3 separate regions of the Mus musculus genome follow, and all the other regions are linked to region 3. Evidence: chromatin contacts called from public HiChIP or PLAC-seq and promoter capture Hi-C data. All regions are on one chromosome and are shown on one strand. Each heading gives the region's core, a stretch centred on a gene start, on an enhancer-like site or on the middle of the called end of the contact. The rest is flanking DNA. Distances are from core to core; before and after follow the strand shown.

Region 1 (4,483 bases), core at 1,460-3,959, 1.8 Mb before region 3:
CCCCTATGGTAGCTCACAACCTTCCACAATTCCATTTCCGGAGGGTCCAATGCCACCTGATTTCCACAGGCACCAGGCATGCACATGCTGCACAGACATACAGACCGACAACACTCGTACACAGAAATCTTTTCTTTTAAAATTTTTGCTAGGCATCATGGTACATGCTTATAATCCCAGAATCTAGGAAGAGGAGGAAGGAGGGTTAACAGTTCCATCTGAGGCCAGCCTGGACTTCGTAATCAAATACTCTCTCTCTAAAAATCAAAGGTTTAGATGAGTGAGGTGGTTCACTGGGTAGCCACACATTTTGGCCCCAATCCCATTGACAGGAGTTTGATCCCTAGGATCTATGTGGTGGGAGAAGAGGCTAAGAGCCTCTAACAATGTACACACACACACACACACACACACACACACACACACACACACACCCACACTACAAACCAATATTAGGCAAGGTGGCACATGCCTTTAATCCTAGCACTCAGGAGGCAGATGGAAGCAAATGTCTGTGAGTTTGAGGCCAGCTGGGGCAACATAGTGAGACCCTGTTCTGAAAAAAGGGAAAGAGAGAGAAAGAGAGAGAGAGAGAGAGAGAGAGAGAGAGAGAGAGAGAGGGAGAGAGAGAGAGAGAGAGAGAGAGAGAGAAAGCGGGCTCCACGGCTAAAGGTGCTTTCCACACAAGTCTGACGACCTGAGTTCAATCCCCATGTGAAGGTAGAAAGAGAGAACGGCCTGCACAAAGTTGTTTTCTGACTTCGACATGCACATCCTCGCACACACACAACAACAATAGTAAAGTTAAGGGTAGTGGTATAGCTAAATGGTAGAGCACTTGCCAGAACAAATAAAAGAAAAATACTTGTATTTATTACCTTTAAATAGGGTCTCACTTTGTAAGCCCTGCTAGCCTGGAACTTACTATGTACACCAGACTGGCATTGAAATCCCAGAGATCTGCCTTCCTCTGCCTACTTAGTGCCGGAGTTAAAGGCATACACTACCATGTCTGGAAATAAAAATGCTTTTAATATTGAGTACGTACTCATTTATAGTAAGTATTTTTTGTTGGATTGGTGTGATTCTGGGTTTTTGTTTTGTTTTGTTTTGTTTTGTTTGAGACAGGGTTCCTCTTTATAGCCCTGGTTGTCCTGGAACTCACTCTGTGCTGACCTCTAACTCAGAGATCCACCTACCTCTGCCTCCCAGTTACTGGGATTAAAGGTGTATGCTAGCACTGTCCAGCCAGTAAGTAAATTTTTAGTATTAAAATGGCCTCAAATATATTTTCATATTAATATTTACTTATTAATATTTACTAAGCAAGTACTTAGAAAAAATGAACACAGCATTGTCTGAGGCCAAGTTACTGAAGCCAAGGTTCGACAAGACTTAGCAAATTAAAACAAAACAAAGAACCAAAATAACAGGATGCCTAGTTACTAAGTTTTAGTTTAACAAGCAAATACTTTTTGGTGTCGCTATATCCCAAATATTGTTTGCATACTTTTGCACATTATGCATGTGATTCTTTTCTGAATCAGTTGAAGTAAGCTTCAAACAAAACTCTTCATTTCTAAATGACTCCATTTTCTAACCTATCACTGCACACATAAAATTATTTCATGCAATAACTCACATTCAGTTCATACTCGAAATTCTCCAATGGTTCGGGACTGCTATAGCCCAGAAAGCCCAGACAGAAAAAGAAATGGGAGAAAACATGCCTCAATTTCCCCCTCCATAAATTCCCCCCTTATGAAGATTAAATGAAGGCCCGTTGTCACGACTTCTCGGACCCAGAAGACCCTCATTTAACGTCAGTGGTTACTATTATTATCGTCCATAACGATGTTATTTTGATTATGGTTGCCATTATTCGGTAGTAGCTCCAGGACACCCTCCCTGTGCCTGGTAAGGGATTCGGGGTTGGATTCTCCTCCACCCCACCCTGATCTGGCTGTCTGTCACCCTGCCGATTGTGACGTAGGCTGATGCTAGGGAAAGGGGGCATCTGGCCGGAAATCCCTCTTCCTGTTGCAGATAAGCCCAGAGCTGCCCAGCTGACCCCAGACCCTCCTCCCCCACCACTTTTCATGTCACACCACCAAATCCTCAAGATGGGGAACCTGTCCAAGCCCCTCACCCCATCCCCACTACCCCGTAAGCACCCCTTAGACCTCAGCACCCCCATTCCTGCCCTGCCCCTGCTCCCCAAGTTCTTTTCCAAGCCCAATTCGTCCCCGAAAAGGGACCGTTCCAGGGACCCGTGCGCATCCCTAAAGCAGGGGGTGCAGCTTGACCACGCCCCCATCCCTGCAACTTGACCCAGGCTGCGACCCCCAGCTCTGACGTCTCGGAAAATTCCCCCTCCCCTATCAGGCCCCCCGGGAAGGGTGCATGGTATGAAATGGGGCTGAAACCCCCCTGGCTAGGAGAGAAGGAACCTGCCAGAGGTGAGCCACGAACTGGGGACTGAATGCCTGGGTGTCTGAACTAGGAAGGACAGGGGAACACCAAGATGCAGGGAACCTGGATTTAAGCGTCTAAGAGAGGGTGAAGGAACTGGAAACCAATATTCCTTTTCCTGGGGAAGGAGGTTGCAGACGTCTACTCTGGGTCTGAGGGAAACAAGGGTTGCAGATTCTTGGGTCCCTAAATGTCACCATCTTGTCCATTACCCTTAGAACTTTCCTTTCTCAACCAGAACCGTCAGAACAAGCATCCATGGACCTGTGGAACTGGGATGAGGCGTCACTGCAGGAAGTGCCTCCTGGGGACAAGCTGACAGGACTGGGTAAGCTGCTGTGGCTTGGGACAAAGTGTATGCAAGGCTCCAAGGATGCGGGCCCCTTGACACCTAGCCGGGACTTAACATCCTTGTTGCCTGCAGAAGGAGCGGAATTTGGTTTCTATTTCCCTGAAGTGGCTCTACAAGAGGACACACCGATCACACCAATGAACGTAGAAGGCTGCTGGAAAGGTGGTTGCTGGGCTTGAACCCCTGTGTGCTGGGGGGGAGGGAGGGGGAGGAATGGGAGATCCTGGGCTTTTTAGAAGGAGCGAGGGTGCTGAGCGGGAAGGAAGTAACATGTTTGGAATCGAAATTGAAGGAGGTGTGAGTGGATGGCTGAGGTCCCTAAGTCATTGCCCACATCTTTCCTAAACTCAGCTCTCTTGTCCAACATAGGGTTCCCAGAGCTGGACTGGAACCCCGCTTTACCTCACGAAGACGTACCTTTCCAGGCGGGTGAGTGGTAGAAAATGGAGATGGAAAGAGAGGAACTAGGGTCCTGACACACTAGAGCTGAGTTCAGACCCCCTAGTATACAAGAGGACCAGAACTAAGACTGGGGACAGCTACATTTTCAAGGCCATATGAGGCGCCAAAACTCCCCTAAAATTCCCAAGGGTGCGGGAGACCAGGACTCCTGGGCTTCCCTTGTTTAAGGTCTGTCTTCCTCGCAGAGCCCGTTGCTCACCCCCTTCCGTGGTCGCGAGACTGGACAGACCTGGGATGCAACACCTCGGACCCGTGGAGCTGTGCTTCACAGACGCCAGGCCCTGCCCCTCCTGGCACGAGCCCCTCCCCCTTCGTCGGCTTTGAAGGGGCGACCGGCCAGAATCCTGCCACCTCGGCAGGAGGGGTCCCCTCGTGGTCGCACCCTCCAGCTGCCTGGAGCACTACCAGCTGGGACTGTTCTGTGGGCCCCAGTGGCGCCACCTACTGGGACAATGGCCTGGGCGGGGAAGCGCATGAGGACTATAAAATGTCATGGGGCGGGTCTGCCGGTTCGGACTACACCACCACGTGGAATACTGGGCTGCAGGACTGCAGCATCCCTTTCGAGGGGCACCAGAGTCCAGCATTCACCACGCCCTCCAAATCGAACAAGCAGTCTGATAGAGCCACATTGACTCGCTACTCCAAAACTAACCACCGAGGTAAGAGGCTGCAAACTGCAGAAGAGGTAAAGCAAAACGGATTAGGACTGGGCCTGGATACCTTGGGGGAGGGGTCTGGGTAACTAAAGGAGGAGGGATCCGGGAAACAGGCAACTAGAGGACAGGGGTTTTGTATCAGAAGAGGGAACGGGTGAGAGGACGGAACTGACTTTCTAGGGACCAACATTTTAAAAGGCCCCTAGGTTATGTGAGAGGAAAGAAGAGCATTCGGACTCCTGGGTCTTCGAGGTGGGGAGGCTAATGTGGCTCAAGCTGTCAGGAGTTCCTGAAACTGGTTCTTGGGTCTCTACTATGGAGGGATCCAAACTCACAGACTCCCGATGAGGAACAGAGCTGGACTCCTGGGTCCTAAATCGCGAGAACCTGAACCTTTTGGCCTTCAAAGTGAAGGCTCCCCGACTCTTAGGTTCGTCGCAGTGTTTTGGGTCTGAGAAGCCTGGCGTTCACCTCTCTCTCTCTCTCTCTCTCTCTCTCTCTCTCTCTCTGTCAGGTCCCATTCAGCTGTGGCAATTCC
Region 2 (4,239 bases), core at 1,150-3,649, 1.2 Mb before region 3:
TCTGCCCTATGACTCCCATGTGCATACTCATGCACACACGCATGTGTGCACTCACAAGTGCTCTGCCCTATGACTCCCATGTGCATACTCATGCACACATGCATGTGTGCACTCACGAGTGCTTATGCATATACCCACATGAACATGTAGACACACACACACTAAAAGAAGTTGTATCTTCCTTGTTAATTTGAAATTTTTTCTTACTTATCAAAATTGTTGACCCTTTAATAATATCTCACTTTATTGCAATTGTTAAGGGGCTGGAGAGATGGCTCAGCAGTTAGGAGCACTGCTGCTTGCTCTTCCAGAAGACTGGAGTTTGGTTCCCAGCAGCCACACTGGACTGCTCTCAAGGAGATCTAATGCCCTCTTCTGGCTTCCAAGGGCATTCATAAACATGCCCACAACCTTCGAGCATTCACATACACATAAATAACTCTTGATTAGAATTTATTAAAAAAAGGGCTGGTGAGATGGCTCAGTGGGTTAGAGCACCCGACTGCTCTTCCGAAGGTCCAGAGTTCAAATCCCAGCAACCACATGGTGGCTCACAACCATCCGTAACAAGATCTGACTCCCTCTTCTGGAGTGTCTGAAGACAGCTACAGTGTACTTACATATAATAAATAAATAAATCTTTAAAAAAAAAAAAAAAAAAAAAAGAATTTATTAAAAAAAAATTTTTTTTTGGATTTTTTTTTCAAGACAGGGTTTCTCTGTGTAGTCCTGGCTGTCCAGGAACTCACTCTGTAAACCAGGCTGGCTTCGAACTCAGAAATTCGCCTGCCTCTGCCTCCCAAGTGCTGGGATTAAAGGTGTGTGCCACCATGCCCGGCTTAAAAATAAATTCTTTAATGGAAAAAAAAAAAAAGAAAATAAAGAAAAGAAAAAAGAAAAGAAAAACATGTTTTAAAAAGATGTGTGACAAGCTAGGCAAGGTGGCGCACACCTTTAATCCCAGCACTCAGGAGGCAGACGCAGTTGGAACATCCTAGTTTGGAGCAGCTTAATCTATAGAGCGAATTCCAAAACAGTTAGGGCCACACTGAGACTACCCTGACTCAGAAGGAAGGAAGGAAGGAAGGAAGGAAGGAAGGAAGGAAGGAAGGAAGGAAGGAAGGAGGGAGAAATGAAAGCAAAACGATGATGAGCCAGCTATAACAGCGCATGCCTTTAGTCCCAGCACTTGGGAAGCCTATCTCGAGAGTTCCAGGACAAGCAGGACTATGAACGCAGACCATTTTTTGTTGTTTGTCATGTTTTAAAGACTGACCAAAAACTACTCAGAAGAAAATCTGTATGTTAACAAAAGCTACTTGGTATGGATAAATCTGGACAAATTAGGAGTCTTAATTTGGAGCTGAAGGGATTGCTCAGTGGATAAGAACACTGGCTGTTCTTCCAAAGGACTCTAGTTCAACTCCCTGTACCCACATGCCAGCTCACAACTGTCTATAATTCCAGTTCCAGGGGATCCAATGTCTTCTTTTGGCCTCTGCAGGTTCCACGTACACATATATTCAGGCAACACACACACACACACACACACACACACACGAGCCCTGTCCTTTGACAAATCAGAGTGCTAAATTAAATAGCTTTCTTGACCTCTCTGTGCTAAAGGGGGGACAATTAATTACCTTACTGATTCAATCCCATCTGCAGCAGTGAAAAGTACATTCTAAGGGCTAGTCCGTAAATTTGGGACTACTCAAAACTAGCTCATCTGGTTTTTCCAAGTAGCAAGTTAATGCCTACAGATGTGTAGGCATCCAATAACGAGTTATTGGAAATCTTTGTTACAAAGAATATTTTTCAAAGGAACGTTGGTTTCATTTTTTTACTGTAGACTTGTTTTGATTTTTAAAAACCAGGTTTAAAACTACTCACTCAATTATCTTTTTCCCTTTCCTGTTTTCCAGAAGAAAAAAAAACACCTCGTTTTTATTTTTAAAATAAATGCGACATGTATTAGAAAACCACCCCTGTATTTTTACAAACTTGAAACCAGTTTCTCGCTCACTCGAAACAAACCAAAACACACCCTTACACGTATGCTCACCCCGCCCGCAAACCCACCCCGGTTTCTGATCTCCCCAGCCCCCATCCACCCAAGTTCTCAGCTCCACCATCACAGTAGGCGTTTTCGCCCCTTCAGGCATCCTCGCCCGGGCAGGTGGGTAAACCCTCCCCCACAGCTCCTTTGCCTTTACTCAGTCTGGGAAAATCCCGGTCCTACAGACCCCGAAATCAAACTCACCCAGACAAAGGCGACGATGGCGAGCCACGAAGCCTGCGCCTGCGCACTCCTTCAGTGAGCTAGCACTCCCAGAGGTCTCTGCCCACCAGGGCTCTGAACTAGAGGATCTTTTTCCATTCTAGTCTCTCTCTTTCGCTCTCTTTTTAACTGTGAACTACATTTCCCAGAAGTCTCAGGGGTTCTAGTTAATTTCCCCTCCACTCTCCCGAGAACTTTTCCCAGTGGATAAGTAGTAAAAGGTTGGAACTCAGATACTACCACTTTTACACTGTGTTACCGCAAAGGACAATGGTGTGCCAAGGTGTGTAATGAGTGCAGCTTAAACTCACAGAATAGGCTTTTCCTTGCCTCCAGGGCGAGATTCCCAGTAAGGCGCAATCCTCTGGGTTTTACGGGAGAGGACGCCATCTTGGCCACCGTGGCGCACTGCTGAACTACATTTCCCAGAAGGCATCTCAGGCTGATAGTTGGCAGCTCTGCAGAGAGTTGTATCAGACTCTGGTGTTAAGGAAGCGATTGCTACAGTATCACAAACTGAAGCCAGGCTGGAATTGAGACTGATAATTGGGTTCAGACTAAACAATCAGGAAAATGAACTATTGTGAAATTGTAATTTTTGTAGCCGTATGTCCTAGGGTTGTGACAGTGTGTAACAATGTGGAAAGCAGTATGCAGGTGAGTTGTGGGGTCCTGTGGGAGGTTTGTTAATGCGTTACCTGAGTGTTAGGTCCCAAAACTGGGGCAAATGGCTGAGATGCCTGTTAACATATCAAAGCAGCTGATGGCCTGGTGAAGGTGTTACAGCTCTAAAGGGAAAGCTATCCTACAGTTGGGAGCCAAGGAATACCACAAAGTCACACCCTACAGCAAACCTCGGGAGAGATGTATTAGGAAAGCCTCAAGAAGTTGGGTGCCTTTGCTTGGGAGAGAATCAACAAAGAACAGAACAGGAGGCAGGCATTATATAGGGTTTGGGGGGAAAGGAGGCGGGGCTTCCAGGGCGGCCTGGGATTCTTCCCCCCGCCCCCGCCCTTTTTTCCTCTATAGAGTGGATCTTGTCTGTATCTCAAGGGGCTGGAAACAGCCTTCTCAGTGGTAGAACAGTCTAGAAGGCTGGCCCTGAATACTCTTGCACATCAAGGGACTGGGCCAGGCCATTAGATTAGTATAGAGGTGGGGCCTGGCTACCTGTGCTTGTCCTGGGCTACCCTGCCTCCTACCCTGAAATCTCCCACCAGAGTTGGGCTGTCCCTTCCCCAGCTTCTCTTCCCTATATAATCTAGCCCGTTTGACCTCTTGTCCACCATGCTTGGTTTTCTGCTCTCCTGACCTCTAGGCTTCTGCCTCTCTCCTTATCAAACAGCCCAGTGTGAAACCAAAAAGGTGCCACCGTGAACTGTGAGCTAAATTCTTGATCCTGGAATATATGACTGTCCTTATGGCTTACCAATATGTCTTACCAGATACCTTCCCAGGTACCCTTTTACATGATACATTCCCACACCCACCCCACACACAGCCTTGAGCCCAGCCCCCCCTTCTGTCCAGATTTTTAACAGCCAGTTATAGCTACAGCTTTATTTATTTATTTATTTATTTATTTAATTGTATGTGAGTACATTGTTGCTCTCTTCAGACATACCGGAAGAGGACATCAGATCCCATTACAGATGGTTGTGAGTTGCTGGGAATTGAATTCAGGAATTCTGGAAGAGCAGTCGGTGCTCTTAACTGCTAAGCCATCTCTCCAGCTCTCTACACCTATTTTCTATCAACCCTAACCCTTCCCCATAAAAGGGACTCCAAGAGCCAATAAGAAGCAGCTCTCTGAAACCCTGACTTCAGGAGAGGCAGCCTACTTGCGGGCTTAGATTTTTTTTTTTTTCAAAACCTACTTTATTTAGGGTTCTTAAACACTTCAACTTCCCTTCTAATCCACCGACCAGAAGCAAGGGAGAAAGGTTAATAGGAAAAGG
Region 3 (4,749 bases), core at 73-2,572:
GGGGTAGGGACATAATGGTAACTGTGAAGCCTATGTCATCATGCTACCACGGGGGAAATTGAGGCACAGAGCAAGGAACTGGACTCTACCTGAAAATGGAAGACCCCCGCGTAGCCATCTTGGAAACCTTGTCCAGGGGGGACCACCCGGTACAGGAGCCTGGGGTAGAGTGTGAGGGAGGCAGCAGCTGCAAGAAGCCAGCAGTTTCCTAGGAGGAGGAGGAAAGAGGCTCAGATTAGGTACGAGTGGACCAGAGACCAGCAGACTGAAGAAAGAAGCCATGGGGACAGGAGACAGAGGAGAGGAGCTGTTCAAGTCCTGGGTCTAGGGGCTCCAGACAGTCACAAGGGGGCTCACCCAAGCTTCCCTGGCACACATCTGTTCTGCTCATGTCTTCACAGATGAACTGGGGCTCAGCACAAAACTCCTGGAAGATTAAGGTTCCAGAGAAGCCAGGTAAGGGAAGGCTGGAACAATGGAGAAGTCAGAGGCCTGAGCCCTGACACCAGTACCCAGGTAGTGAGGGCCTCCAACCTTGGGAAAGTCTGTGGGTGGGAGTTTGCCTTCCTGGATCCCCTTGAATCCCGTGGCTGAGTCTGCTCTTATCCCCCACTCCCTTTTCCTAAGAACCAGGATTCTAGACCTCAGCCTGTCTCTCTTACACTCAAGGGTTCATGTCCTGGCCCTGATCCCTCAGGCTAAGACTCTGGCCCTCCTCCCTCAGACCCAAGAGTCCAGGCCCTGGTCCTCCTCCCTCAGACCCAGGCCCTGGCCCTCCTCCCTCAGACCCAAGAGTTCAGGCCCTGGTCCTCCTCCCTCAGACCCAAGAGTTCAGGCCCTGGTCCTCCTCCCTCAGACCCAAGAGTTCAGGCCCTGGTCCTCCTCCCTCAGACCCAGGCCCTGGCCCTCCTCCCTCAGATCCAAGAGTCCAGGACCTGGTCCTCCTCCCTCAGACCCAGGAGTCCTTGTCCTGGCCCTCCCCCATCAGACCCAGGTCCCAGCCCAGCCCCACTTTACATGGGGCCTCTTCCATTCCACCCCTTTGGCCTTCTCTGAGTCAGGTCCCAGCTTGTCATAGCCAAGGGCATCAGGGCCAGCAGGAAAGCAAGGGTCACGAAACAGGATCCCGGAATCCAGGCAAGCTCTTCGGATGGCTTCGTAGTTCTGGCCTTTAAAGAGCTGTGGGCCCCCAGCTCCAGTCCCGGCCCCGTCGTCCACCAGCTGGATGGTGACCTTCCTGTTGCCACTCGCCATTCGGACACTCTGGGCACACAGATGGACCCAAGCCCTTTAACCTCCTGAGTCATGGGGGGCGTGGCTCCTGCTCCATTTGTACCCTGTTGGGGGTCTTTAGGCATCGAGGAGCATTCTCCCTTGTTAATATTAATTGATGGTTTGGGGTGCGAAGGAGCAGGGACGCTTCTTCAGTGGTTTCCTCCCTGGGGCACGGAGCCCTCAGTTGTGGCGAGTTTAGCAGCTTAATGACCTGGAGCACACAAAAGGTGGGCAGGCCTAGGAGGACCAGCCGGGCTCTGGGAGTGCCGGGAAGGAGGTCAACGTGGGGGTGTGTTTCCGCGTGCTTCTTCCTGTTGCCATACCTCAGCCCAGCCCAGCCTCCCTGTCTCCTCAGCTGGGGACAGTGCTGAGGACTGAACCTCCCGATGTGGCAGGCAAGCATCCTCTGCACCTGCAGCTCCAAGGCCCTTCATCGACTGACTTTGAGACCTGGTCTCACTGAGTTTCCGAGGTTAGCCTCGGGCTCCCAGGCTCTCTTGCCTCAGGATCCCTGGTGTTAGATCTACTGGTGTGATTGTTGTTTTGTTTTGAAGGGTTTTGTCCTTTTGTTCGTTTGGTTTGGGATTTTGGAGACAGACTGGGTTTCTCTTGGGTAGCCCTGGCTGTCCTGGAACTCACTCCGTAGACCAGGCTGGCATGGAACTCAGATATAAACATATCCTTGGCTCTTTCCTTTTTTATATTTATAAAACACCACACCTGGTTTCCTCCCAGCTCCCTCTGCTAGCTCTCAGGAAGGTAGACCATGGCTAGGTCACCCAGGCAAGGCTGACTACAGAAAACAGGTTCTGCTCTGTGCTGTGAATGTGGTCACCTGTGCCTGGGATGCTGCGGCCCCTCTCCAAGCCGAGCAGGCTCCGTGAAGCAGGCGGAGGAGGATCTTTGGCAAGGCAGGCAGTCTTGCCTTTCAGTGCCTCTGGCCCCAGGGGAGCCTAGTCACTTTAATTTTGCTGAGACGTTGACAACTCAAGCTTTCAACATCTGCCATCCAACCCCGGCCCTCCAAGCACCATAGCCAACAACAGGGGCTGTCCGAGGCAGGAGAATCGGGAGTTCTACGGTAGTCTTAGCTTACAGCAAATATCGGGCAGCCTAAACTACAAGAGACCCAGTAATGAAACAAAGAAAAATCGCACAGATTTTTCCTCCTGCAGAGTTGCTGGGACCACACAAAGACAGGTAGTTGGTTCAAGTCTCAGCCCAGTCTGTCACTTAGGATTGCAGGTCTGAGGTCAAGTGTGATGCTTCACCCTTGTGATTCCAGCTCTTGGAAGGAAGAGACCAGAGGAACCTGAATTCCAGACCAGCCTAGGCTAAATTGTGGGACAAAGGACTGTGTGTCTTGGGCTAAGTCACATAAACTCCATATGCCTCAGTTTCTTCAAACAGTAGTGTGTGTCCGTGGTTTGCCTTCCTTCCTGCCCCCCCCTCTTTTTTTTTTTTTTTTTTTTTTTGTTGCCAGAGCTGGGGATGAACGTGGGGATCCCTACACGCTAGTCAAACTTCTTTTTTTTTTTTTTTTTTTTTTTTTTGGTTTTTGCGAGACAGGGTTTCTCTGTATAGCCCTGGCTGTCCTGGAGCTCACTTTGTAGACCAGGCTGGCCTCGAACTCAGAAATCCGCCTGCCTCTGCCTCCCGAGTGCTGGGATTAAAGGCGTGCGCCACCACGCCCAGCGCTAGTCAAACTTCTACTGCTGAGCTCTGTCCTGAACCCAGAAGCCCAGATGTTAGATCCTGTGGCTTATTCTCTAGGCACTTGGCTCTGAGATGATCCCTCCCCTCAGACCACAGCTGAAGCAGACCCGCCAATCACAGTGCAGCAGCCCCTGGCCACCCCCTCCAACCACGCCCCCATTGTTTATCTTTCCTATCTTTGCCAGCCTCTCCTTTCCTTGCACCTGACTGAGTTGGTAGCCAGGAAGGCTAAGATTACCTCAGAGGATGAGGGTGGCATACAAGCACAGCCAAGCGATGGGGAGACACGATTCCCCCAAGCGTGAAAGCATACTCCAGGTGTCCGGATGTGGTGAAACCCAGGTGGGTTTGTTACGTTTGTTATGTGTTTTTGAGACAGTGTCCCGCTGGCCTGGAAGTTACAATGTAGACCAGACAACTGGCCTCCAACTCCTGGCGATCCATTTGTGTCGGCCTCCAGTGTATTGGGATTACAGATGTGCACCACCACACCCAGCTGTAATGAGGACTTTTCTCGGGTGGAATTACCTAGTGGTGCACCAAGGAGGTGACAGCAGGAGGGTCAGTAAGGTCATTCTTGGTTACACTTGGAGCTGGCCGCATGCGTTTGGAAATGAAGCGGGAATGCAGGTGAGGAGAACTGAGATGAAGGGCCCCAGATGACACAGGCAGGCACAAGCCGCCACACAACCTGTTCTGTAGGTTGATGAGGTCGGAGCTTGTGCTATGAACACACCTTTCGTACAAGGTTCATTTGAGGTCAACTTGACCATGTCCTTGGAAAACCATATTCTGACAGCCCTAGAAATGAGAGGCCTAGACCAGTCCCTGAAGACAGGGTCATTACAGTGCACATCCTGGCCCCAATGTACACTTGATCCCTGTAATCTGCTCAAAGAATGGCAGGAGTATCTAGACTATTCTAGCCAACACTGCATACCGACTCATCAATTCAAACTCGTTTTTAGCATTCACTATGCTAATTAATAAGCCAATGAATACACAAATGGAAAGCCATTTCTAAACTCTTGTCATGCCCACCCAAGAAGGCTGGTGTCTCTGGCAGCTGACTAGTGGAAGCCCTGGCCATAATTGCCCTTCTAGCTTTTTAAAAAAATTGGTAGTGTGAAGAGCTGGAGACTTGGCTCTGTGCTTAAAACTTTTTGCTCTTCCAGGGGACCTAGATTTGGTTCCTAGCACCCACACAGAGGCTCACAACTGTCTGTAACTCCATCCGTGGGATCTGGCGACGTCTTCTGGCCTCTTTCAGCACTTGATGCAAATACGTACAAACAGGCAAAATACTCATACACATAAAAATGTTTTTAAAAGTACTTTTTTAAAAAAAAAATTACTGGTTGTATGGGCTAGGCTTGGTGAGATACACCTTTAATCCCACAGCTAGAGAGGTACAGGTTGTGGATCTCTGTGAGTGAGACCTTGTTGTGTGTGTGTGTGTGTGAGAGAGAGAGAGAGAGAGAGAAAGAGAGAGAGAAAATGAGAGAGAGAGAGAGAATGAATGAATGAATGAATGAATGAATATGCAGAGAGGTGTTCTTCTCTCACTGATCCTGGAGCTGGCAACTTGCAAGCCCAACAAACTCAAGTTCCACTCCTCCCACTATCTCTATCTCTACAGCACTGAAGCTTCAGGTGTCTGCTCAGGATCACAGGCATCTCTGTATGTGGCCCTGGTGACTTGGACTCATGCCCCCTTGTTTGCCTTTTGAGACAGGAATTTGCTCTGCAGCTGCCAGT

What was found. Promoter capture Hi-C pulls out the DNA fragments that hold promoters and counts their contacts. HiChIP or PLAC-seq counts read pairs in DNA pulled down with a chosen protein or histone mark.
Region 1: a promoter capture Hi-C map of pre-B cells shows a contact between it and region 3, with 2.4 times the contacts expected there. The contact joins the promoter of Etv2 here to the promoter of Capn12 in region 3.
Region 2: an H3K4me3 HiChIP or PLAC-seq map of pro-B cells shows a contact between it and region 3, with 4 times the contacts expected there. The contact joins the promoter of Zfp260 here to the promoter of Capn12 in region 3. A contact is called at or near these places in 3 of 39 promoter capture datasets (cranial neural crest, liver and second pharyngeal arch cranial neural crest) and 1 of 115 datasets of contacts at active chromatin or transcription factors (pro-B cells).

Annotation. Positions count from the first base shown.
Region 1 is chr7:30,634,078-30,638,560 of GRCm38.p6, reverse strand. Etv2 (ets variant 2) reads left to right here and starts at 2,709. Exons shown (of 6, transcript NM_007959.2): 1 at 2,709-2,800; 2 at 2,900-2,986; 3 at 3,194-3,253; 4 at 3,472-3,948; 5 at 4,460-4,483. The coding sequence starts at 2,731.
Region 2 is chr7:30,093,236-30,097,474 of GRCm38.p6, reverse strand. It overlaps Zfp260 (zinc finger protein 260), which reads right to left and starts at 2,399. Exons shown (of 3, transcript NM_011981.4): 1 at 2,264-2,399.
Region 3 is chr7:28,878,229-28,882,977 of GRCm38.p6, reverse strand. Capn12 (calpain 12) reads right to left here and starts at 1,322. Exons shown (of 21, transcript NM_001110807.1): 1 at 1,018-1,322; 2 at 358-427; 3 at 90-208. The coding sequence starts at 1,254.